2 separate regions of the Mus musculus genome follow, and region 1 is linked to region 2. The links are chromatin contacts, called in public Hi-C maps. All regions are on one chromosome and are shown on one strand. The core of a region is the stretch at or near the end of the contact, and the rest is flanking DNA. Distances in the headings are between cores, read along the strand shown. Region 1 has its middle 110 kb from the start of Olfr267. Region 2 overlaps Lpar1 (lysophosphatidic acid receptor 1).

Evidence for each region. Hi-C and Micro-C count contacts between places; a contact is called where the count stands out from the background.
Region 1: a contact with region 2 is called in a Hi-C map of uterus, with 4 times the contacts expected there. The contact joins two enhancer-like sites. A contact is called at or near these places in 3 of 484 Hi-C or Micro-C datasets (cranial neural crest, nephron progenitors and uterus) and 1 of 9 other capture datasets (adipose tissue).

The regions. Positions count from the first base shown.
Region 1 is chr4:58,668,193-58,675,111 of GRCm38.p6, reverse strand. No RefSeq gene overlaps it. Among named protein-coding and RNA genes, the nearest start is that of Olfr267, 110 kb to the left of the region's middle. Within about 2 kb of position 4,476, at least 63 of the 459 cell types and tissues checked have an H3K27ac peak or open chromatin away from gene starts, as enhancers often do. A contact at or near this core is called in uterus, where this site is marked.
Region 2 is chr4:58,507,509-58,514,559 of GRCm38.p6, reverse strand. All of the region lies in intron 1 of Lpar1 (lysophosphatidic acid receptor 1), which reads left to right. Among named protein-coding and RNA genes, the nearest start is that of Lpar1, 42 kb to the left of the region's middle. Within about 2 kb of position 5,464, at least 32 of the 459 cell types and tissues checked have an H3K27ac peak or open chromatin away from gene starts, as enhancers often do. A contact at or near this core is called in uterus, where this site is marked.

The DNA.
Region 1 (6,919 bases), core at 3,227-5,726, 160 kb before region 2:
CCTCCTCCTCTTCCCTCCCCTTCTTTCCCTGACAAGATCTCTTTATGGTGCCCTATAGGCAAGTCTCAAACTCTTTATCTTCCTGCTTCAGCGTTTTGGATCCTGGAATAACAGGCATGTATTGCTCCACCTGACTGTGTCACTTTTTGTTAAATGTTTGGTACAGATTTCTTGTGTGCATCTTGTTTGGTGATTGTCAACCACAGATGCTATCTTAGCAATCTTCTGCTCAGTCATTTGATTTGAGTTAGTTTTTTTTTCCCTCTGTGTTTGATTTTTCTGTTTTTGCTGATCTGTCTTTGAATTCCTTTGCTATATGAGTAAGCCAGCCACTGAAACATCTAAAATGTAATAGAGGTGCTGGAGAGATGGCTCAGTGGTTAAGAGTGCTGGCTGCTCTTCTGGAGGACTTAGGTTTGATTCCTAGCACCCATGCTGCTCACAACCATATGTAATTCTGGTTCCAAGAGATCCAACATCCTCTTCTGGTCTCTGCAGGCACTGTATGTACATGTGGAACACAGATATTATGTGAAGGCAAAACACTTATACACAGAAAGTAAAAATAACAAAGTGTAAAAATATAAATATAGAATATTTTATTATTTATTTTTAATTTACTACATATATTTATGTTGTAATATGTTATATATATATATATATATATATATATATATATATATATTCACATATATTGTAGGGAATGGCTAACCAAGCTAATTAACATGTGTATCAGTTCATATACTTGGAAGTCTGTTCTACTGAGGTGAGTGTGTCTATCCTTCTAGGAAATTTCCCCATCTTTCGCCCATGGGTCTCTTTCATCCTAGCTTTTATAAAACATCTCTGTTGGCAATTGTGCAGTGTTTTGGTCATTTGTAGCTTTCCCTCTGTTGGTAGTTTCCTTTGAACAATAGTCATGGTTTCCTTTTTCTTTCCAGGAATTGTTAGATTTTTACTCCTTTTGAGAGTGGCAGACCCTGGAGTCAACTTTACTCTGCCCAGCAAGAATCATATCCTATTTTCTTATCAGACATCTCGAGTCTGGTGGAGAGTCGTTTGCTTTGATCCAATAAATTCTACAGGGTTTGGGTTGATTTGTAGCTTAAGTTGGTTTAGGTTGCATTTGTTTCAAGAGTTTTTAAGGGTGCAGCTTACCTTGGCAGTAACAGGGTCTTGCTTCCAGTGGATTTTGGGTTCTCTGTTTGCATTCTAATCTTGTCCCTGGCTTTCCAGACCTGTCTGTCAAACATGGATGGTCCAGGAAGGACCATGGCTACCTTACTGGGTTCTCAGATTCAATTCCACTGGACCAACTCATGTGACTGCTAGAATTAACCTTCTCCTGCTGCCAGAAGGTTCTTCCAGGGGGACCCCAGTCTGTGTTCTCTGCCTATTCAGGAAGGGCTTGCTACAGTCTTTTCCTGTGTCTTCACACCTCTTAAATATGCTTTAACATACAACCTTTCAGTGAATTCTGATTCACAAATTCTGTATCTGAGTCTGAAGTAAAACTACAATAAAACTGTGAAAAAAAAACATTTATGAAGTATCACAAAGTGACGTTTTTATCACACTTTTTAGTACAGTTTTGCACTAGGGTATTTGCATAGAAGAAGCAATGCATTTTAATATAACAGAACAGAAAGTTAAGAAACAAAGGCTTATTTGTAATAAAGATTTTTTTTTTGAAATTCTGCAGGGCAATGTTTTTATGTAATATTAGAGCAGTAAATTGCCCACTTGTGAAGAAGGGGCAGGGCAGGGCAGGGCAGGGCAGGGAGTAGTTTCTTTCCTTACCCATGGCTTCAAAAACAGACAGCCAAGTCCTCAAGAAAAAAAAAAATAATTAAAAAAAATACAGGCAAGCAGATTTTGCTCACAGCATTATTAAAGTATTTCTAAACAGAACAATAAGAAAAAGTAAATGAAATAGAATAAGCCCTTTATCTTCAAAACTATTACAAATAAACTCAAATAACCCCAAAGGGGGTTAATGTATTTACAAAATAGAGACCCACAGGTGTCACCACACTTAACGTCTGAAGAGCTTATGAGTCTTCAAGAAAAAGACAGGCGTGCAAATGTTTCAAGAGGTAATTCATAAATGGTTTATACATATATAAATATTTATATTGCAGACTATCAGAAATCTGAGATGGTTTGTGGTGAAGGTGGGAGAAACCTCACTGATATTCCAGTAAGTGCTTTCTAATCGTATATGCATAAGTAACGCTCATGTTGGGAAATGTTTGGTACAGTCTTCCATCATGTTGACTAGTTAACCCTGTGTGTGTGGGGGGGGGAGGAACGTGGGTGTGTTGGTGTGTGCTGTAAGGGGTGAATGTATGGCCTCACACAGGCTAGGTTAGCACGAAGCTACACTCCAGACCAGAATTTTAAATTCCCACCTTGGTTCTCCGCTGACTCATAGATTCCACTGAGAAATTTGCTCATAGTCTAGTGAAGAGTCTCTTGGATGCAGCTTGTTTTTATTGACACTTTAACTTTTGGTCTTTTTGACTTTGGCTATTGATAGTGAAGTTATGATGTGTCTGGGTGATGACACTTTTAAATTGAAGGATTTTTGAACTTCATGGAGCTAAATATTCGCCTATCTCCCAAAGTTTGTGAATTTGTCTTTATTTATTTATTTATTTATTTTTACACTTTCCCTCATCTTACTCTATTTTGTATTCTTTTATTTGGTGGATCCTTCTGAAAAATCTAGAGACATTGGTAAAACATCTGGAGTTTCACTGTTGCTGCTGTCCACCACAGCATCAGCAAGGTCAACCTCCCAACTCCCTGAACCTCGCAATGCCTGAGTGACACTGCTTTCCTAAAGCCCCCACCAAGCCACATGTACGCTAGGCTGCGAGCAACGCGGTACAGCCTGACTCTCCCCTTTCCTAGATTGCACTTGGGTATAATTAATGCTCCCCGCCTCTGCTTCTTTGCAGTAGCTCCATTGTCTCTTTCTTACCATCCTATGAATTCTCAGGTGCGAGTTTAGGAGCCATGATGAAGTTAGACTTGCTTATTCCGATTTTATCCTGTCGTAGATTAACCCACTTAGGGCCCCCTCCACTCACATAGTGAATGTCAACAAATAGACACTTAGCTTTTTGTCCCGCTCTTCTGTCCTGTTAATGGATGGGCCAGTCTCCTTTAGCATCAAGGACATCCAACAGCGCATGCCTGGCGAGAGGCACGCTGGGAATGAAGGGTGCTGCTCTGTGCTTTACCTCCTGCGTCTCTCACTTTGCACAGAGCGGGCTGTCTCCCTGCTCAACTATACTTTGAATGCATCTTTGGCCTCAGCTAAGTCGTTGTGTTCATGGCTCTCCTTTTCTTTCTCCCTATGGTAAATAAGTTGGTGTCTTTCCTTATATCCCAAGGACATGGTGGAGCCCAGCTGACTGACGAAAGTGAAACAGAGGCCGAGAAGCCTCCAAATAGGCATAAGGAAAGTCTTAAGACGCTGACCCATGAGTCTGCCTCAGAGGTAAACACTTCAGTTAGACAGAGAACTGACCTTCTGACTTCCGCCCCTCGGGGAATATTAGTTTTACCGTCTCTGCTAAAATGATGGCAACCAGGCTGGGAACCTCAGCTAGCTTATTTATTCAATGTGACAGCTCCTCCTCCACACACGGGGACCAACCCTGTGCTTACCACCTTTCCAAACTCAGTAGGTCTTGAATACTCTAAAAAACAAATCAAATCAAGACACCCAAATCTCATCAAAGAAGCAGACCTGGGTGGATAGGCATTAAAAAAAAAAAAAAAAAAAAAAAAAAAAAAAGATTAAAAAAAATCCCCAGTTACCTTTGTTTCTCTCTCTCCAAAAAGAAAACTAGAAATACTTTCAAAATGGGCATCACCTTTAAAAATTGGAAATGCCCATTGTAGCTTTTAAAACATGTTAAATTATCTCACTGACGCTCAGTTACACACACACACACACACACACACACACACACACACACACACACACACGCTGCAGTTCCAACTGCTTGTGTGGTGGAGGGAAAAATAAATTCCAAATTAAAAATGAGCCTGTTGCTTACAGCTGTCTCCTGTTAGAAGACTGATTGCTCAGTGGGAAGTGGACGCTCACAAATCGTCTGCTTTTGGAGGTAACTGATAATAGAGTTTTAATACCCTAAGAAAAATAAAAGCTTGCTCCTCAGCGAGCGACTCAAACCCGCCATTGCTTGAGTTAAGTAGCGAGGCCTGCGGTGCAGTAATTACCCCGTGGGGGCCTCAGGGAAAGGAAAGTGCATTCCAGACACCTAATCATTTACAATTGAGTCTAATGAGCTAGTAATTTACAGCTTGGGGGTGGAAGTAAGGAAAGGTCCCTGCCAGGAACTGGGCAGCCTCTTAAAATCCCGGGGTTTAATGAAGGCATCGGAGGGTGAATTCATACAGCTGAACTTGTGTAATTCCATCTGCGCGGTGCTCGGACAAGAAGTAAATGACAGGGCACTTGGGACCTACATCTGGAAACAACATGTTTCAAAGGATTTTATAAATCCTGCAGTAAAAGGAGGAAAAAAAAAAAAAAAGAAGGAAGAAAAAAAATGAGGTAGAGAGGCCTAATTATGGGGGGATGGGAAAGTTCCACAAAGGGCCATTGCAGGCTCTTTTTAACTTGAAGAAATAACATTTTCTCATGTCAAGGTCAGACATTGATTATAATTGCTAAAGCATGCTTCTTGCCAGGCTCCTATGAAAGCAGCAGGTACTTGAATCCTCCTTTCTGGACTGGAGCCGGGTGAGGAGCAGAGAGGAAACAGTACACACTGGATGCACGCCAATGCCCCTCCCCCCTCACGTCTTTAGTTTGTTAATATATCGGGTTCTGTTCACTATTTCTTCTTAGCTACAACTAGCGTGTAACGGAGTTAGCTCTAAACAGATAAAGGAATGGGTGGTGGGGGCAAAAACTATTTGCTGGACAATCTCATCCTTATGTTGTGCTGATGACTGGTGTGTGTGTGTGTGTGTGTGTGTGTGTGTACGTGTGTACACATTTCTCGTCACTTAGCAGGGGTGTTCTTTTAATGTTCTTTGTATTTCTTTACCTTTTAGTTTTGGCAGTGCTGGGGTTTGAACTCAGGGCCTGGTGTATTCTAGGGAAGTGCTCCTCCAGTGAGCTTGATCCCATCGATCCCATCGATCCCATCGATCCCATCGGTGTTCCTCTGATCTTACTTTGGTGTTAATCCTTTCTATGTCCCCGGCACATGCTCCACGCTTTCCAAATTCTTCAAAAACATTTTCTCTTTTTCGTCGTGTTTCTTCATTCTTTCCTCTGCTAGTGTCTCTGCGAGTTGGTGGGAAATGAGTTTAGGTCAAATAGGAGAGTGGGGGAAGAGAAAGCCTTGGAGAAGTCTAAGTTCAAGCTACCGCTCAGTACTTTCTCCTCCCCCTGCCGTAGCGTTTCAGAAGGAAGGACGGAATGTGGTGCTCGCAAGGACAATTAGACTGATCCAAAACAGGTTGTGTCTCTTCTTCATAATTAACGGACCAGATAACAGTGGTTAGCATTTCTAGTGTGCTATGTGGTTTATGTATATTATTGTAGACAATAGGTCTCACTACCAGATCTGAATGGTCTGAAATTCACCATATAGACCAGGCTGGCCTTGAACCCACAGAGATCTACTTGCCTCTGCCTGCAGCCCCATACCCAGTTCTTTTATCTGATTCTTGTAGGAGCCCAGTGAAACAAACTTTGCCTTCATCACACTTCTCAGATGAGAAATTCTGGCTATTATAAATAGGGCTGCTATGAACATAGGGGAGCATGTGTCCTTATTACCAGTTGGAACATCTTCAGGGTATATGCCCAGGAGAGGTATAGCTGGATCTTCCGGTAGTACTATGTCCAGTTTTCTGAGGAACCGCCAGACTGATTGTTCCAGCTTGCAATCCCACCAACAATGGAGGAGTGTTCCTCTTTCCACAACCTCGCCAGCATCTTGTTTCGTGGAAATTAACAGGGCAAGTTCTGTAGGATGGCAAAGGGAGAGAGCAACCTCAGCTCTTAACTCCAGAACTCAGGCTTAACTCCCTTAACGTAGGAACAGAGTTTCATACAGTTGAGTGTCATATTTAGGGACTTAGGAAACATTTGTCCAGGAGGCAGAGTGATAATCCTAGTGACAGCTGGGAGATACTTCTTTCCCTCCAAACATAAAATTCAATCCTTAAGTCTCCCATACACTCACTGGGCAACAGAGAACAGAAGGTATTATTTTTTTCTTGTGTAATACTCTCTGCCATTGAGCTCGGAATCTGACTCAAAGCAAAAGTGTAATTGGTTTTCAAGTGTTTTATTTCCCTGTTTTCTAGAGAAAAGGCTGTTTTCCACGTCTTAACTTTGAACATACCCCTTTGATTAAAAATAACAAACAAGGTCTTTGTTAAGTTTCTCAAGATCTAGAGTGTGCTTTTTGAAAGCCTGGGCAAAACTTCTTTACTGCAATAATAATTATTCTCTGCAAGGCTGTGTGTGCTGAGCCATAATCAGAACCACGTGATAAGGCTCTCCACTCTGGTTTCAGTGCACATGAACCTCCGAGGACTTTCAAGTTAAATAAATCTTTACATGTGTGATGAAAACAAGCTCCGAGACACTGTGAGTGTTACCAGCAGTGGAATCTGAGACCAGAGGGCTAATGAGCATGGAACAATTAGAAAAAATCTTAATATTAAGCCTGTACTTCTCTTTCTGTTTGGTTTGTAGAGAGCCTGACTGTTAGAATTCCCTTTGGTGCTACTAGCTTGCTTCCATTCTTAAGATTATACAGATAAGCTTAAAAAACAAATCAGGCAGTTGAAGAACTGTGTATTTCATCTCAAAATGTGTGTGTGTTTGTCTGTGTGTGTATGTACATACATGTGT
Region 2 (7,051 bases), core at 4,215-6,714:
CTTCTTCTCCACCTCCTCCTCTTCTCCTTCTTCCTCCTCCTCTTCCTCATTATTACTATTATTATTATTATTATTATTATTATTAATGTGTTAGATAAGCTGTTTTACCTGGCCCATGTTATTTCACTTGAGTGCCTTTTTTTAGCAGAAAACTTAAATACCCATAACCTCCTCAGAAAACAAAACCTGTGTAAGTGCTATGTCTTTCTCTGTGTTTTCTCATGTAGGAGAGAGATATTTAAGCACAGTCTAATTTCATTGATTAGATACAATTGGATTGAATGTAAACATGCTGTGTGATAATATATGTAGTTGATAATACGATATTATTGAATTTTCTGATCATTTCTATTTTATTGTCATATGGTTTTACATTAAACATTCTTGGAGCTAAATGTTTGCATGTAACATTCATCCCACAGGATTCTATAGAGTCACATAGCTTCAGATTCAATATAGTGTTTAGGATCCTGATATCTATCTTGTCCATAATGGGTTCCAGATGGGGCATTAACAATTGCATCCACATTAGTTTGGGTTTTTTTTTTTTTTTGGTTTTTGGTTTTGGTTTTTGGTTTTTTTGAGACAGGGTTTCTCTGTATAGCCCTGGCTGTCCTGGAACTCACTTTGTAGCCCAGGCTGGCCTCGAACTCCATCCATCCCTGTACCGTTGTGGTCCATATTCAGACACTGAGATGAAGGTTTGGACATTGTGGTTTTGCGCTATGGGACGACATAGGGTTGTGCTCGGTCTGTCTATTACCCAAAGAAGGAATTTAGTTTTCCTACTTTCCGAGATCCTCTGTCTTCCTTCCTTTCATTCCTTCCTGAGGTACAGATCCCATCTTTCTCTTCTTGAGCTCTTTCATTCTGACCACACTTACTTGGATTTCATTTCCTTTTAACTCAGAAATTCATAGTTATGGCTCATTCCTGAAAATGTCCCTAAAGCAGAGATTCTCCAGTTATCTAAGCATAATAAAACACACTAGCTTGATTCTGAGAGGGTATTTATTTTCCAGTACATCCTTCACTATTGAAGTGACCACTGATTTGGGGCTATTTCATTATTATGTCTTATATTCTGTGAGTTTCGGGACAGCATTTCTTCCTACCAGGAATGTCTGCAATGGTAATCTTTTGTATTCAGTTTTAACATCGAGATAATGAGTTTATTAATGCAGTTTTTGTCTTATTTCTTCAGCTTAGAAGCTAGCCTAGGCATCTTCTCTTTCTCTCTCTCTCTCTCTCTCTCTCTCTCTCTCTCTGTCTCTCTCTGGTGCTTTCCTTTCCTTTTCTTTTCCCTCCTCTTGTGTGTGCCTGACTGGCCAGGAAGAACGACGCTGCAACAGGATCCTTCCGCACACATTTATTGGGAGAGCTTGATTGCAGAGGCGAAGAGACCCCAAGCCCAGAACTGGTGCTGCTTATATAGGCCTAGGAGAGGCGTTCTCTCTCATCTGATTGGTTAACTTGTCTCTCATCTGATTGGTTAACTTGTCTCTCATCTGATTGGTTAACTTTGGTTAATTCTCAAAACCTCATCTTGGCAAAAGAACCTTTACTGCCTATGTATGTGTGGTGGCCAGCAGTAGCCAACTGCTACTCTGCAACTGCCACTCTGCAACAGCTTCCCACACCCTCCCTCCCTCCCTCCTTCCCTCTGTCCCCCTCTCTTCCTTCCTTCCTTTCTTCCTTCCTTCCTTCCTTCCTTCCTTCCTTCCTTCCTTCCTTCCTTTTTATTCATAGCTTCAGACCTGTGATCTTTCTGCTTCAGCCTCCCAAGAGCTGGAGTCCCCATTCCTCTTCTTTAAAGGTTCAGTGTCTTTTGAAGCCCCACACTCATGACCTCATCATTTGGCTCCACTTCCAAGAACAACTGTTGTAAATGGTGATTGTGGGCATCAAATCTCAATGCGTAAACTTAAAAAATTCGATGTGTTTACTTTATTTTATTTGTATGAGTGTTTTACTTGAATGTATGTCTATGTACCATATGTGTTCCTGGTGCCCAGTAAGGTCTGAAGAAGGCATCCTCTGGAACTGTAGCTATGGATGGCTTGATCTTGTATGTGGGAATCAAGCCTGGGACCTTTGCAGGAGCAGCAGGTGCTCTTAACCACTAAGCCACCTCCCCAGCCTCAGCACACACACTTTTAAAGGTCATAGTCAAGCCATAGCGTACAACTGTTCTCCATAAACCTTTCCTTATGATGATTCTGCAATTCTATGCCCATTAAACATACCCTGCGGACCATTCTTCCTTCTCAGTGCCTGGCAACACTAGCATGTGACCTATTTCCCTTAGCAAAATGTCACTAAGGTGCACCTTGCTTGGTGCCTATGTCAGGGCTTGATTCATTTTTAAGGTGTAATAATATCCCATTATGGGTATCTACCAGTTTGTTTATATATGTGTATCTACCACTGGACACTTGGGTTTCTTCCATCTCTGGGCCACTGTATCTATGCTATGTGAACATGAGTAATTGAGTAGCTCTGAAAGATCCTATCTTAATAATTTGGAAATGTGTTCAAAAGTGGGATTTCTGCCTCACATTTTGAGTTTTCTGAGGCTTTTCCATTTGCTTCTGCGTTGACTGTAGCACTTTACATTTGTACCAGAGATCCAGTCTTTCACATCCTCTTGAACAAGACCATAATAATTTTGCTTTGTGTCTTTCTGGTAGTCAGCACTGTGGAGTTTCATTTTGGCTGTTTTCTGTTCACTGACATGTCCTTTAAGGAAGTATTTACTTAAGTCCTCCACCCATCCTTTATCACATTATTTGCTCTTGCACGAAGAAAGTGACGTCCCTGTTAAACCGCCTCTGTGCCATTTGTTTTCCCTCAAGTGTGCTGGTTATCCTTACTTGAATATTTGCTATTCTCTGAGCCATACTTTCTAACCAACATGACCTAATCTATTACCATAAGCACTTGTGCTCCACCCCCATCTCAGCCCCAACAATGGCTAACATCATCTTGAATTTCTGCATTGATACTTTTCATTTTATGGATAGTTCTGAACTTTTTATTTGGGGTCATATTCTTTGCAATTCATTTTTTTTTTTTTTTTTTTTTTTTTTTAGAATTTGATCAGTTACAGATGTTTTTAAAGTGTTAGCTCCATGAAGCTTGATTAGGAAACTGAGCCCTTCTTCTGATTTCCCCTTATTACACCAACTCTGTTGTCCCTCTGGTGTTAAGTCTTTGTTTCAATTGGGTTAGTAGTCACACCTGTCTGTTGTAGCGTTGGGGATCGACTTGAGGCCCCAAACCTGGGGCCTGGCTCATGCTAGGTAAGGGTTCCGTGGTTCATCCGTGTCTCTAATCCTTCATTAATGTGCTGGGCCCCCATTACTATCGTTCACTCTCATGCCGTGTGAAAATCTGTGGACCTTTTTATTCTGAAACAAAAAATTGGGTCTGTTTCAAGGTCATCATTTTTTTTTTGTCATCATCTTTTTAATGCTGACTTAGTTTTCTATGTATTAACTCTGCATTTAACATCAGGCTCTCTTATAAACCTACCATCTGTATATCCAGATGGACAACTGGTCTACCAAGGACACCTTCTTCACTCTCATGTGTGCCATCCAGGGATGCTCTTCACAGTTAACTTCCTTTGGCTCCTCCTGTGTTGACATCTATTGTCCTAGTCTCCACCTCTGTTTTCCTTCCTGTCTCCAGCAGCACATCCTCCAGAAGGGTCACCTCCCTCTCATTGTCCCACTGTCACCTTGCGTCTAGGGGCATTACTTAACAGTTTGAAGGCACTTGGATTCCCACCTGTTGGTTTCTGAGTTCCCCTTTTCTGAGGTCTTTCAGGAGTTTTGTTTAATGACCATGTTGCTGCCATGGCTGCCTTGGTGTCAGTTTTTGCAGTGCTGGCTTCAGTCCTCCTGCTGCCCACATGCTCACACATACTTGTCCTCTACCGATAAGCTGCAGCCTTTCTAGCCCTTAAAGGACTTTAAAATCTCCAGATTAGTATAATCCTATCAAAGTCCATTGAGGTGAACAGCTTCTTATGGCCTCTTTCAGTCTACAGACACATGACCTACCATTTTAGGGACTCATGAGTCCTCCCCACCCCCCTTTTCCCTTTTGAACCCAGGGCAATGAGTCTGCTAGCTAAGGCCTCTGACACTGGTCTACAACCCAGCCCACTTTTGGCTCCGCAGTTGCCCAGGCTGCTCTTGAACTTGCAGCCCTCCCTCTGGCCTTAGCTTGTTTTCCTTTATTCCTTTATTCTTCTGATATATCTCTTAGGGTTTCTGCTTTATTTCTTTCTTCCTCTGCTCTGTTCTCCCATCTTATTTTTAAATTCTAGCCAGCTTTCTTAAGTTCACATTCTAATCCTTTTAAATTTGGAGTTAATTGCTTTTTAAACATCCTGTTTTTGTTTCAGTGAGCACAGTGTCTCGCTCTGGAACTTAGGATTGTTAAGTCTTTTCCTTCTGATCAGAGTTTCCAAAGGACAGACCTTTCTATCTCGTGCTTTGTGGGAGGTAAGTGTGGTGGTGAATGCTGTCTCGTTCTGGTGGAAGGACAGATGGGGACAGATGCTAAGAGAGACAGTGTCTCATCTCCTCAATGCTCCAGGTCTTGGGTCCAGAACACTTCTCCTGGGTTTCCGCCAGGAGGCTGTCAAGCTTGTTTGTAGAACAAAACAGGTATAAAGACTGATTCCCCCCACCCCCACACACACACCATTTAATCTCAAGTGAGTATCCGTGAAGCAGTTTTCTAAAATTTTGGGGCATTCATCTTCAAAAACAAAAACCAAAAAGGATATAGAATCTTATGGAACCCAGGCTAACACCAAGCTCGCCATTTAGCTGAGGGTGACCTTGAACTTCTGATCCCCCTGTCTCTGCTTCCTAAGTTTGGGATTACAGGCATGTGTCACCATGTACAGCTTCCTTCCTGCCAAGACTTTCTTTCGCCTATCCTGTGTTGGGGATGGTGTCTTTAAATGTAGGTTTCCCTATCCCAGCGATCTGATTTGTCTTCTTCTCAGTATTCATTTTCTGTTATTTCCATGACTACCTTTGCTTAAGTTCACAGTCCAGACCTACCTTTCTTTGTCCTTTGGGACAAACTCTTTCCTGACCTTGACTTTCCATCCTGGTGACGTGCCCTGTGTTCAGAGATGCTGCTGCAGTGCCCTCAGCAACCTTACAAACGTGAACTAGAAGTTTCTCTTTTAAGAATCATACTTATTGTTTAAGTAAATACAGGCTCTCAATCTGGAATCCCTTTACTTTCAACTCTCACAGTATGTCTTACTGGCCTGCTGCGCTTGGACATTTTTCTGTTGCTTATCCTAGGAGAGAGAAGCTGGTGTCTACTCAATATTTCTCCTTTTCTTCTCCTCAGCCCCTCTTTGCTGGGGATCTACCCTGTGTGTTTTCAAGAGGCTCGTATGAGTCATGACTTGACTGATATCCAGAATAAGGAAAAAGGTTAGGCTTATAGTAGGTTAATTTGCCAATTAGAGGTTTATCTTCCTGTGAGGCCTGGGGAGGGAGCCAGCTTCAGTTGAAGCCGTCAGATGGAAGTCTGCTTCCAACTGGAGTTTTTCTTTTAGGCATTTGGTGTGGCATTCACTAATTAGTGGAGCCTTTGTCATTTGGCACTGCTGTCCCCGACTGCGACTGCGGCTGCGGCTAGCTTGTGGCATTCTTTTCTCACAGTTTTCTGGTGAATTCTTCATAGCCGATGCAAGTCAGGAATAAATGCAGCCTGAGTTTACTCTCTTTGTTGGCTTTTGGAGGCAGAGGCTCTTCTGAAAGTGTTTTCAATGCACCCCAGCTCTCCCAGGCCTGGTGCCCTCCTCCTGCTGAGCACCCGGCCAGGTCGCCTGGGTTCTCCATTGCTTATTTCTGTACATGCACTTGGAACTTGCAGCTTCTCATGGAGGGTTTGGCCTTTGCTCCCCGTGGGCCATCTAGGCCCATCTTCCCAGCATATGTCTTTGGAGGTTTAAGCGAGAATTGGGATCCATTCTGTGGTTTCTAGGGCTGATTTCCTAATATTTTCTCCCCTCATCAATCAGTCTAGTAGACTGTCTTGACAAGGAGTCAGCCAGTGTATTTTTTCATTTGAAAAATTAAAAAAAAATTAATTCTTTGTGATCCTTGCTACTCCATTTTAATTTGTGCATATTTTACTGGTCTTCATATAAGAGTCTAGATATTGTTTCCAATTTGCTTTCTTATACCAGAAATGTCATTCCTTAGTTATATTTATAATTAAATTAAAAAAAAATGACTCTGTGTGTGTGTGTGTGGTATATAGATGTATGCATGCATGTGGTAGCCTGAGGTGTCTTTCTCAATGACTTAGTACCTTATTTCTTCACATGGGGAGCTCAACCATTTAGCTAGATTGTCTGAAGAGTGAACCCCGGGGATTCTCCTGTCTTTTCTTCCACAGTGCTTCCTCCCCCATACACAAACATATATGTATATGTACATGTATGTATCCAGGTACATATGCATGTAAAGCCAGAGGATAATTTTAGATGTCATCTTCTGGAATGCTGTCTACCCCTTTGGATTAGGCTAGACTGTCTGTGAGCTCCAGAGACCCTCCTATCTGTGCCACGTCAGTGCTGGGCCTTCAAATAGTTGCTACCACCCCTAGGCAAGGCAAGCACTTTATTAAATGAGCTATCTGCCCTGTCCTCCAGCTTGCTCTTTCGCTTGGAGGGTTAGGCTGTAGAAAGAGCCTGGTCTCTGGCATCAGGCTGGTCTGAGTTCAAGGTTTAGAGCTCTCCTGGCTTTGTGGCTGTGGTCGGGTCATGCACGTAACCTTTTGAAGTCTTGGAAGTCTCCCTTGTGACAGGAGCTAACGGCATCTGCCCAAGGCTGTGTGGAAGAGCTGCTGCTGAGCTTGGTGTGCAGAGGGCTTTCCTTAACTCCCGGCCCCTCTCTCTTCTCTCTTTTTAGTACTGATGACGTATGACAGCTTGGTTTTTGATAGGTGTCTTAGTTAGGGTTTAATTGCAGTGAAGAGACACCATGACCAAGGCAACTTTTAT